Linked DNA regions of Sus scrofa: region 2 is linked to region 1. A link is a contact called in public promoter capture Hi-C data. All regions are on one chromosome and are shown on one strand. Each heading gives the region's core, a stretch centred on a gene start, on an enhancer-like site or on the middle of the called end of the contact. The rest is flanking DNA. Distances are from core to core; before and after follow the strand shown. Region 1 holds the start of ETV7 (transcription factor ETV7). Region 2 holds the start of STK38 (serine/threonine-protein kinase 38).

Region 1 (4,908 bases), core at 583-3,082:
CTTTTCCCGATGCTCCCATATAAACAGTGGCATTTACTTACAGCTCCACAAAACTGCTGTAGTCTTTGTCCAGCTTTGCCCATATTAACTCCCGTCTTTACCATCTAAGTACATTCTTCTGACCCCAAGGCAGACGTCCTTGCTCCTTGAAGAGGACTAAGATCATGCTCTGGGAAGCCAGAGCAAGAGTCATCAGTTATCACCCCCTGCAAAGGGCCCCAAGCTGCTGATGCCCAAGATGGGAATACCCGTCCATAGGAACGCTTCCCAAGGTGGTGTGGAGGATATGGACATTATGGAACTGACCAAGATGGTCTTCCAATTCATAGAGCAGCCCCAGAAGCTTGTTTATGGCACTGATTGAATTAATATTTATGCTGAAGTTCTAATTTTGGATTATTTTATTTTTTATTTTATTTCATTTTTGCTTTTCAGGGCCACACTCATGGCATATGGAGGTTCCAGGCTAGGGGTCAAATTTGAGCCACAGACACAGCAACACGGATCCGAGTCACGTCTGCGACCCACACCACAGCTCACAGAGATGTGGGATCTTTAACCCACTGAGCGAGGCCAGGGATCGAACCTGCAACCTCATGGTTCCTGGTCGGATTCATTTCTGCTGTGCCACAACGGAAACTCCTGGATTATTTTTTTTACGGCTGCACCCAAAGTATATGGGCAGTCCCACACCAGGGACTGAATCTGAGCTGCAGCTTTGGCAACGCCAGATCCTTTAACCCGCTGCGTGGGCCAATGGGCCAAGCTTCCGCGGCAACCCCAGATGCCAGAGTTCATTTTTTTTTTTTTTTTTGCCATTTCTTGGACCACTCCCCACGGCACATGGAGGTTCCCAGGATAAGGGTCAAATCAGAGCTGTTCCCAGAATAAGGGTCAAATCTCCGCCGGCCTACGCCAGAGCCACAGCAACACAGGATCCAAGCCGCATCTGCAACCTACACCACAGATCACAGCAATGCTGGATCCTTAACCCACTGAGCAAGGCCAGGGATCGAACCCGCAACCGCATGGTCCCTAGTTGGATTCATTAACCACTGAGCCACGACGGGAACTCCTAGAGTTCGTATTCTTAACTCACTGTGCCATGGCAGGAATGCCTGTTGTTGGTTTTTTTGTTTAAACTTCTCTCTTCTTTTAAACAGGATTTTCAACAGGAAGGCAGAGCTCTCCTGGCTCAGTTTGTCTTAGTTTTTGCTGAAGGCGTGCACGTGTTACTGCGCTTTCTCTGGAATAACCATTTGATGTGAAAGGAATGTAAATGTCGTTCTATCCTCCAAGGAAACAGGAATCTCACTGGAGCAGGTGGGAGGAAGCCCCTCACCTGCCTCTTCACCGTTGTTGCTTTGTGCCCACTTTGTTGGAGAACTGTGGACCCACTGGCCATTCGTCTGTTCAGAACAACCATGGATGAGATGTCTGACCAAGGAACCCAGGAGACTTTAAACACGTCACGCCAGTGCTGTGGATAGTCCCGGTGCTCCTCCGAAGGAAGCCTTGACCATTTCCTTCCATGAGTGAAACTGAACCCCAAGCCCAAACCAGAGGTCACAGAAATGGGTGCTTCCTCCTGGGCCCCTCCCTGGGTCCCGGGCCCTGTTGGCCCCACTGCCGCCCGCCTGTGAACAGATCTGCAGTGCCCCGTCTTTTTACCTTTCTGTCTACCTCATATTCCCTCCCTCCCCTCTTTGAGAAGTCTGTTAAGAAAGTTTATTGTTATAAATTATAAGTTCTGTATATGCATTCTGAGTTCTTTGTAGGAAAAGTGTTATTTAAAACTAATAATTTTTAAGATGAAATAAACACGGTTATTTTATTGAGCATGAAACACCTATGCACGTTTCTTTGTGAAGCAGGGATTCCACTTGTTTCTGCTCATATGAGTTCGTAATTTTGTAGAGTCTGATCAAACTCTACAAAGGGAAATGTCCTTCCAAAGGAAAATGTCCCTAATTTTTTAGTCTGTCTCAGGCAATGCCTATCATCACTTAGGTTTTGGCTTCCTAGTGGGGAATAGAACCTAAAATGTCTTTCTTATTTATTTTTTCCCCTTTGGAATAGGTATTTATTTATTCACATGGTTAAAAAAAATCAAAGCCATATCAAAAGGTTTACAATGAAAACCTTTGCTCTTATTTTCTATCCTGAATCCCAGTTACATTTATCATGTATTACATATCCTTTCAGTTTCTTTGTACAAATACCAGTACTGTACATGGTGTGTATCTATATTATTTACACACACACAAGGAAGCATGTAATATACACTGTTCTGTACCTTCATTTTTTGCTTCACATGGTGCTCAGGCACTATGCTAGTTGTCTCACAAATGTTAACCCATTCACTCTTCCTAAGGACCTTATGAGATAGGTTTTATTATTAGCTCTATTTTACTGTTAAGGAAACTGAGGCAGTAGTTAGTAGAGAGAGGCAGTGCATCGGTTAACTGAGTTGCTCAAGGGCACGTGGCTGGTAAGTGGCATAGCTGGGTTTCCAAGGCAGGCAGGCAACTGTCCTCAGGGTCTAGGTTCTTAACCGCTCTGCCACGTTGCCTCTTGGAGAGCTTGCCACGATTCGCAGAAAGCGCCCTCAGACAACACACAGGATTCTGTTAAATGGATGTAGCAGAATTTGTCTCATCAGCCCCCTGATGCCTGGGTTGCTTCTAATCATTTGGTATTAGAAGCCATACGGAAAAAAATAACCACGTACATTTTGGATATGTGTGGGTGTATGTGTCGAATACTTTTCCAGCATTGGGACTGCTGGTGAAGGGGAAATACATCTGTGACGTTGCTAGGCCTGCCTCGCTGGCCTCCGTGGGACCGCATCACTTTACATGCCTGGTGTTCTCTGTTCCCCTCAGCCTCTCCAGCAGCTTATGCTACGAGACTTTTCTTTTCCAAGCTAAAGGATTAAAAATATCTCAGAATAACTTAAATTTTCCCTCCCTCCCTCTCTGTTTCTCTGTTTTCTTCTTTCTTTCTTGCTGAACTCGCAGCATGTCGAAGTTTCCAGGCCAGAGATCAAGCCCTCGCCAGAGCAGTGACCCAAGCTGCTGCAGTGACAACACGGGATCCTTAATCCACTGCTACAAGAGAACTCCTCTGGTCTTGTTCTCATTGATTTCCAGAAGCTCATGCTTTAGCAGTGCTAAGCCGACAGCATCTACACTTTCAAGAGTCTGGGCAAGTTATTAAGGCTTCTTGCTTTCTTATCTTCCCCATGTATTGGTTTGCTTTAGTGCTTACAACCTTTCTCAGCTTCCTCTCAAGGCAGAGGGAGCTGAGACAGGTGTGTGTGTGGGGGGGGGGGGGAGGTGGGGGGTGGATAGGCGGGTGGGCACCACACCAGAGCAGCCAGAGGCCTGAGGAAAGGTGTCAGTCAGATGCCACTGAGACCTGGGTCTAGGTCAGGAAGAGCATCACAGCCTCTCTGACAGTGGCCCTTGGACTTGGGGTAGTGGGGACTCCTTCCGGCCAAAGGGCAGGCGGAGGCCGAGCTGGGGCCGGGGTCACTCGCTCCTGAGGGAAGAGGCATCTGGTCCAGGCAGACAGCATGAGAGGCTCCTCCCATCCATCTGCGAAGATGCACAAGTGTGTCGTGAAGTTAGCCTGTTCTTGTCGCCAGCCCAGGACCAGGGGTTCCTTCCGCTCTCTAGAAGCACAGAATCCCACCTCTGTGCCAGGCTGCGTGAGGAGCTGTCCATCCGCTAAAGAATGTAAGCAGGACCGCCGCCTCCCAGCCGGCAGCGGAGAGCGCCCCCGGCCTCCGCTACCGCAGCGGCCAGCCCCCGCCCTTCGCCAAGCCGACCTGGGCGGGTGTGGAAGCCGGATCCCTCTCTTTCATTTTCGTTTCCCGGAAGGATAGCAATTACTGAAGCGCCGTGCGCGCCTGCTCGCCCGGGAACCGAGGGCACAGACCCGGCTATATGAAAGAGATTTCCTCCCAAGCGACCTTCCCGTTTTGAGGCCAAGTTAGGGGTCTGGGGGAAAAGGGCCCGAGAGCGCGCAGGCCTAGGGCCCAGCGGCTGCAGCCACCGGAGCGCTCACGACGGACAGCCGGGAGACTCCCTCGCCTTCACCTGTAATGCAGGTAAGAGCCTGGAGACCAAACCACGCAGCGAGCACAGGGAGCCACCTGCCTTTCACCTGTTTCTCCAGCTCCTCAATTTCCATACCCGTCTCACCAACCTTTTCCCAGCCTGGAACCTCACTTTTCAACACCCCCCAAACCTCACCATCCATCCCTTACCTGTCTTTCACTCTCCTCCACCTTGCTCACTTCCAGCCCCTCACTCTCTCCCTCTAAGCCTCTCTGTGCTGCTCCTCCTCACCCCTCCGTCAACCAGATGTGGCTCCGGCACTAGCCAGACCCTCACAGCCAGCAATGCAACCAGAGACTCGCTCCCCACAGCAGTCTGGCTCCATTTGCCCATTTCCCCAGGAGCCTCAGGTGCTCTCAGGGCTGGATTCCCTTCTCCACTTCCCTCTCTCCAGGATCCATATCCACAACCATGTTTTATCAGACCTCTCTCTGGCCTTCGTGCTGAAACCCAGAGCTAATGCCCTCCGAAGCTCCCTGGCGGGCATTTCCCAGGCAGCCACAGCTGGAGTCTCCCTGCCTCACACTTGGAAGAGTGTCAGTCAGGGAACTGCCTGCAAGAACCAGGCAGGCAAGCCTAGGCTTTAGCCCCTTCTCCAGCTTGGCAAGCCCCCTCTGCCAGGTCGCAACCTCTCAGACGGGGTCACCTCGGAAACAGCACCAACGAGGGCAGGGGGGCTGGGGGCAGACAAGAAATGCTGGAGAACTACCCCCAAAGGTGTCTAGTCCTTTTCTGCAGTGGCCATGGCTTCTGGAGCTTGCTTTGCTGGCTCCAGATCACTGCA
Region 2 (5,405 bases), core at 978-3,477, 140 kb before region 1:
ATAGTGGAGTATTACTCAGTCATGAAAAAGAATGAAATCTTGCCATTTGTGACAACATGGATGGAAGAGGGTATTATGGTACAGTTATAGGTACAGAGATAGGTGGTTGTCAGAGGGGAGGTGAGTAGGAGGAATGGGGGAAATAGGTGAGGGAGATTAAGAGGTACAAACTTCTGGTTGCAAAATAAATGAGTCACAGTATGGAGAATATAGTCAATAACTATGTAATATCTTTGTGAGATGACTTACAATTAGACTTATATCTCTTTTTGCTTGTTTATTTTTGTTTTGGGCCACTCCCAGGGCATGCGGAAGTTCCAGGCCAGGGATCGAACTTGCACCACATCAGTGACCTCAGCTACTGCAGAAACAATGCCAGTAGCTGAGTCGCATGAGAACTCCCAGACTTATATAATTTTGAAATGTATAGAAATACTGAATCACTATTTTGTATAATAGAAACTAACACAGTGTCGTATACTTCAAAACCAGCCAAACAGACTCAGAAAAAGAATTCAGATCTGTGGTTACCAGAGTGGGGAAGGGGAAGCTAGGTGAAGGTGGTCAAAAAATACAAATTTCCAATTACAAGTACTAGAGATATAATGTACACCATGATAAATATAATTAACACTGCCATATGTTATATATGAAAGTGGTTAAGTGAGTAAATAATTTCTCATCACAAGGAAAAAATATTTTTGGGAGTTCCTGTTGTAGCTTGGCAGGTTAGGAACCTGACTTGCATTCATGAGGATGTGGTTTGATCCCTGACCTCGCTCAGTAGGTTAAGGATCTGGGTGTTGCTGTGGCTGAGGCGTAGGCCGGCAGCCAGAGCTGTGATTGGACCCCTAGCCTGGGAATTTACATATGCTGCAGGTGCAGCCCTAAAAAGCAAAAAAAAAAAAAAAAAAAAAAAAAGTATTTACATGAGGTGATGGATGTTCACTAAACTTACTGTGATAATCATTTCAAGATGTATGTAATTCAAATCATTATGCTGCCCACCTTAAACTTATAGCATGCTGTGTGTCAATCATACCTCAATAAAAATGGAAGAAGGAAAAAAAGAGTTTTGAGGATCACCTGAGATTAAGTGCTTGCCTGTGGTTTGTAAACTGAAAATGCTAATGCAAACATCTGGCACTGTTACTAAATCGTTAAGGCTGGGGAAGAATTTGACAAAGGCACTGGGGGAGAAGGGCCTCTGAGCTGAGAGAACAAAAGATGAAGTGGTTTTTGTGTGCTAGACAAAAGGAAACCGGGCTTTGAAGTCTAGAAAGATGAAAGCAGTCAAGGAAGGCCTATGTTTTTAAGACCATTAAGGAAACAAAGCCTGGGACCCCAAGCTTGAAGGATAAAACCAACACCCACGGTCTTACACAGCTACACAAGAGCGTGGGGGCAACATAATATCATAAAGCACCCTGAAGAATGACTTTCACACATGTTTCTTTCGTTGCCTAGATGACTTCTTTGAAGGCTGGCAGGGACCATGTCTTACTCATCTTGTTTCCAGAAGCCTGACACTTACTGGTCAAGAGCACTGCGCTCCACTCTCAAGGAAGGAATGACTGTCCAAAGGCTTGGGACCTCTTTAACCCAAGGGGTGGTACAGACTAAGCTGCTGGGTAGCCTTGAAAAGCAGGTTCTTCTGGGCACACTGGGATGACCTCCTGTTATCCAATGACCCCAGCCAAGTCAAGTCGCATTAATCCTTACTTTAAGAGGAGGTGGGGCCAAGCCCTCCAGAGGACCTATTTAGGACGGTCGAAACATCCAGGAGAAGCGGGGGATCACAACTACTAGAGTGATAGAATTTCATAGAACTACAGACGAGCGCGCGCACGAGCGCACACTCACACACACAGAGTGCCTGCCAAACTGGTTAAATACGAGGCAGGTTTGTAATCTAGTTAATTGCTTTGGTGTAGTTAATTGTATCCCGCCAATGTCAATTTCCTGGTTTTGATCATAGATTTTAGTTATGTAAGATGTTGAGGGCAGCTGAGTGGGTGATGGGTAAAAAGGACCTCTTTGTACTGATTTTGCAACTTCTTGTGAGAAAAATTATTTCAAAGTAAAAAGTTCAAAAAAAAAAAAAAAGACCCTTTCCCGAGCCGAGCCCCGCCCACCAGGATAAGGCCCCACACCTCACTCTTCTGAGCGCAACCCAGTCTCTCCTGCTGAATTGAGTCGGAGAGGGGCGGGGCCGCGCACGCGCAGACCGGAAAGCCCGCGCCGCGTCGCTGGGAAGTCACGCTTGCGCAGTCTGGGCCCCTGGCCGCCGCGCCAGCCTGTCTCCGCGGCTGGGGACCCGGCTGCCTCGGCCCCTCCGCTTGTCGTCTTTTCCGGCAGTTGGGGCGCTTCCTGTTGTCCTCACCGACAACCGCCCCTCGGCCCCCTACCTCAGAGCTCCTTACGCGTCCCCACCCCTCTTCTGGTCGGCTGGCTGCTGCCGCTGGGGTTTCGCCTGTCCGCACGTCGAGTCCGCTGGCTCGGCCGGCGTCTGCGGCTGTCTGCGCCCTCAGCCCTGCCTCCCCCGGGTCTCTGGTGAGTATCTTGCTGCTGTTGTCTTCAGTCTGGCTCAGGCTTCTCCCTTCATCTCTCCTCTTTCCCCGACTCTTTTTGGGGCTCTCCCCTGCCTGCTGGCGCCCTCTTTCCAGCCCTGCTCTTTCTGCCCCTCCTGACAGACAGCCCCCCCTGACAGACAGCCCCCCTCCTCCCGGCTTCCAGAGGCTCCTTGTGGGTCCTCGGCACGTTTTTCCAGCCCCGGGCTCCCCACCACTCCTTTCTCTTTAGTCGTGTGCATTTGGGGTGGGGAGCCAGGCTGTCTTCTTTCTGTGTTGCCAGCTTTGTCTGCTCACTGCCACCCGCTCAGTCTCCTCCGGGATGTCGGTCGTTAACAATTTTCACCTTTTTGGAGGGGTTGTCTAAGAACGTGAGAGGTGTTGTGTGAGGCAGCGATGTCGAAAGCCCCCACCCCACGGGACCTTTGAATCTGCCCCCTTCCCTACGGTTAGTCTTAGGGTCCCGGGCTTCAGGTCATCTGAAAACCACAAGAAACTGTAGTGGGAGATTTTTAAGAAGAGAGTGGAGAAGGCAAATCACTAAGGACTTAAAGCAAAGTCTGTGCAGAAAGACTTGGAGAAAGTGTGCAGCAGGGAAAGTGGGGAGGCCAGCGCTCCCAGGTGACTAAAAGACGGAGGAACTTGTTCTTTTGGAAAAGTGTAGAGAAAGGTTGCAGTGAAGGAGACCCTGTGCTGCTTCTCCCTTTCAGCTCTCTTTGGCTCTGAATTAGACTTAGCCAGGCAGTGGATGTGGTTTCCCTAAGCCTAAAACTACCAGCACCACAATAACAGGCTCCACTCTCCACCCAGACATTAGATAGCAGCTTCCTCATCAGAGCACAGGAGGAACAACTCTATCTGACTCTAAGAAAACCATTCCTGTCCTAACCGCGCCCCCTTTCATAGATACATGTTCTTAGCTCTTAGTAATGGGCATAAGAAATGGGCGTTTCCCTACTAAGTCTTTTATAAGGTACCTACTAAGTGCATAGCATCGTGCATGATATATATGGTGAAGGATACTAAAAGTAGTATAAGACAGAGTACTTGTCTTTCAGTGGCTTACAGTTTAGTAGAAATTAGATATGTGACTCTCAAGGAATAGTCTTAGCCCCAGTGTTGAATTGTCCAAATGAAAGTATTGGGTTGTTAGTCACAATGAATTAAAGAATTGGTGAGAAAAGGGGTACTTGTGGAGTTAACAGTCCCATTGTAGAGACAGTCAACCGTAAATCACCTGGATTGAATAAAACAAGAGTTTTCATTTGGTCTCCTTTTACTGTTTGCAGTACCTACCCCTGACTTATGAGGATCACAGTTTTTTTTGTTAAAGTTTTTAAGCTTTTTAAGAATTTCTCCCCTACTTATTAGCTATTAATTCTACGGAGTTGGAGAATGAAAGAAACAGGGCAAGGGCTTTCAGTGGTCAGGGCAGGAAGGCTTGAGTTGTCTAAAGCATGAGGAAAAGCCCTGTCTTACAACAAGTACTTGGTGGGCCCAGTAAACCTACTAATTGTTACAGAGGAAAAGTGATTGTAATTTTTGATGAAAGGTTATTGGAATTAAGCTAATCCTTTTATGAGGGGAGGAAAAGGACAGGGAGGAGGTTTTGAAGAAAGGTCAAAGGGAAGGACAGTTCATCCTTTGCTATTACATTAGAGACTGTGAAGGTTGAAAACCATTCTGCTAGAAAATTACTGGTCTGCCATATGAGCATCTTTGAGTACACTTAATCTTCTGTTGATCTTTTACAAAGTTGGGGAACATGCTAGCAACATAAATGGGTCAAAACTTTTGTTCCCCAGTTTTTATATCCTGTCAATGTAAATGTGATTTTATTCTTAGCTTCGCTGACAACTGAAAATCATTAACTTACTCAACTTATGTTTATTAGCCCTGTTATATGGAAGGCACTGTTTGTATTAAGCTTAAACATTCTCTAGTTATATTTTTATGTGAAGTACTTTCATTTGTTAAAATATAAATATATATATATGTAGAGAGACAAAAACACTCTGCAGAAATATTCCTACAAGGGAGGAGTACAAAACCCTCTCTTGCTTCAGACTTGTTTTTAAATCTGGTTTTAAAATTTCTTCACCAAACTTAGAGTGCATGTGGTTTTCATTGTGGGTGGAGGGGGTACAGACTGACAAATAAGGAACCACACCCAAGCTTCATAAACCAGACAGAGGTTTTTTAAAAAAAAATTCTACTGATATTCTAAAAACATTTGAGTTTGCTTTGATAGTAACAGAAACTTCCCCATAAAAAAATAACATTTTATATAAGGAAGGGATGAGTTCAATGTCTTGAATTTGTGATTACTGATCATTTTGGCAGATCATGAATCATAATGTTTGAACTAGAGCCTTGTTTTTTTTTTTTTTTTTTTTTTTGTCTTTGCCATTTCTAGGGCTGCTCCTGAGGCATATGGAGGTTCCCAGGCTATGGGTCTAACCAGAGCTGTAGCTGCCAGCCTACACCAGAGCCACAGCAACTTGGGATCCGAGCCGCGTCTGCAACCTACACCACAGCTCACAGCAACGCTGGATCCTTAACCCACTGAGCAAGGCCAGGGATTGAACCTGAAACCTCATGGTTCCTAGTCAGATTCGTTAACCACTGAGCCACAGGAGAACTCCACTAGAGCCTTGATTTTGAATCTCTTTGCTCTGAAGAGATTATTCTTTCTGTAATTTCCCCTTAGTGTCTTTCTCTAAAATTACTTAATGTTAAGCCTTTTTTCTTAGTGTTTTGCACATTTCTTAAAAGCCCTAGGTTTAATCTGCAAAACAATTAAAAAACTGCTAAGTATTAAGGTGAGAACCTTAA

The links. Promoter capture Hi-C pulls out the DNA fragments that hold promoters and counts their contacts.
Region 2: a promoter capture Hi-C map of fetal liver shows a contact between it and region 1, with 2.4 times the contacts expected there. The contact joins the promoter of STK38 here to the promoter of ETV7 in region 1. A contact is called at or near these places in 3 of 5 promoter capture datasets (fetal liver, fetal skeletal muscle and liver), 3 of 47 Hi-C or Micro-C datasets (alveolar macrophages, blood and embryonic fibroblasts) and 2 of 2 datasets of contacts at active chromatin or transcription factors (alveolar macrophages and skeletal muscle).

Annotation. Positions count from the first base shown.
Region 1 is chr7:32,106,890-32,111,797 of Sscrofa11.1, reverse strand. It overlaps ETV7 (transcription factor ETV7), which reads left to right and starts at 1,832. Exons shown (of 5, transcript XR_002345688.1): 1 at 1,832-4,114. It overlaps PXT1 (peroxisomal testis-specific protein 1), which reads left to right. Exons shown (of 4, transcript XM_013977855.2): 4 at 1,164-1,410. The coding sequence ends at 1,268. LOC106504396 (a long non-coding RNA gene) reads right to left here. Exons shown (of 6, transcript XR_001297833.2): 6 at 1,765-4,908.
Region 2 is chr7:32,250,495-32,255,899 of Sscrofa11.1, reverse strand. It overlaps STK38 (serine/threonine-protein kinase 38), which reads left to right and starts at 2,227. Exons shown (of 14, transcript XM_001929552.7): 1 at 2,227-2,553.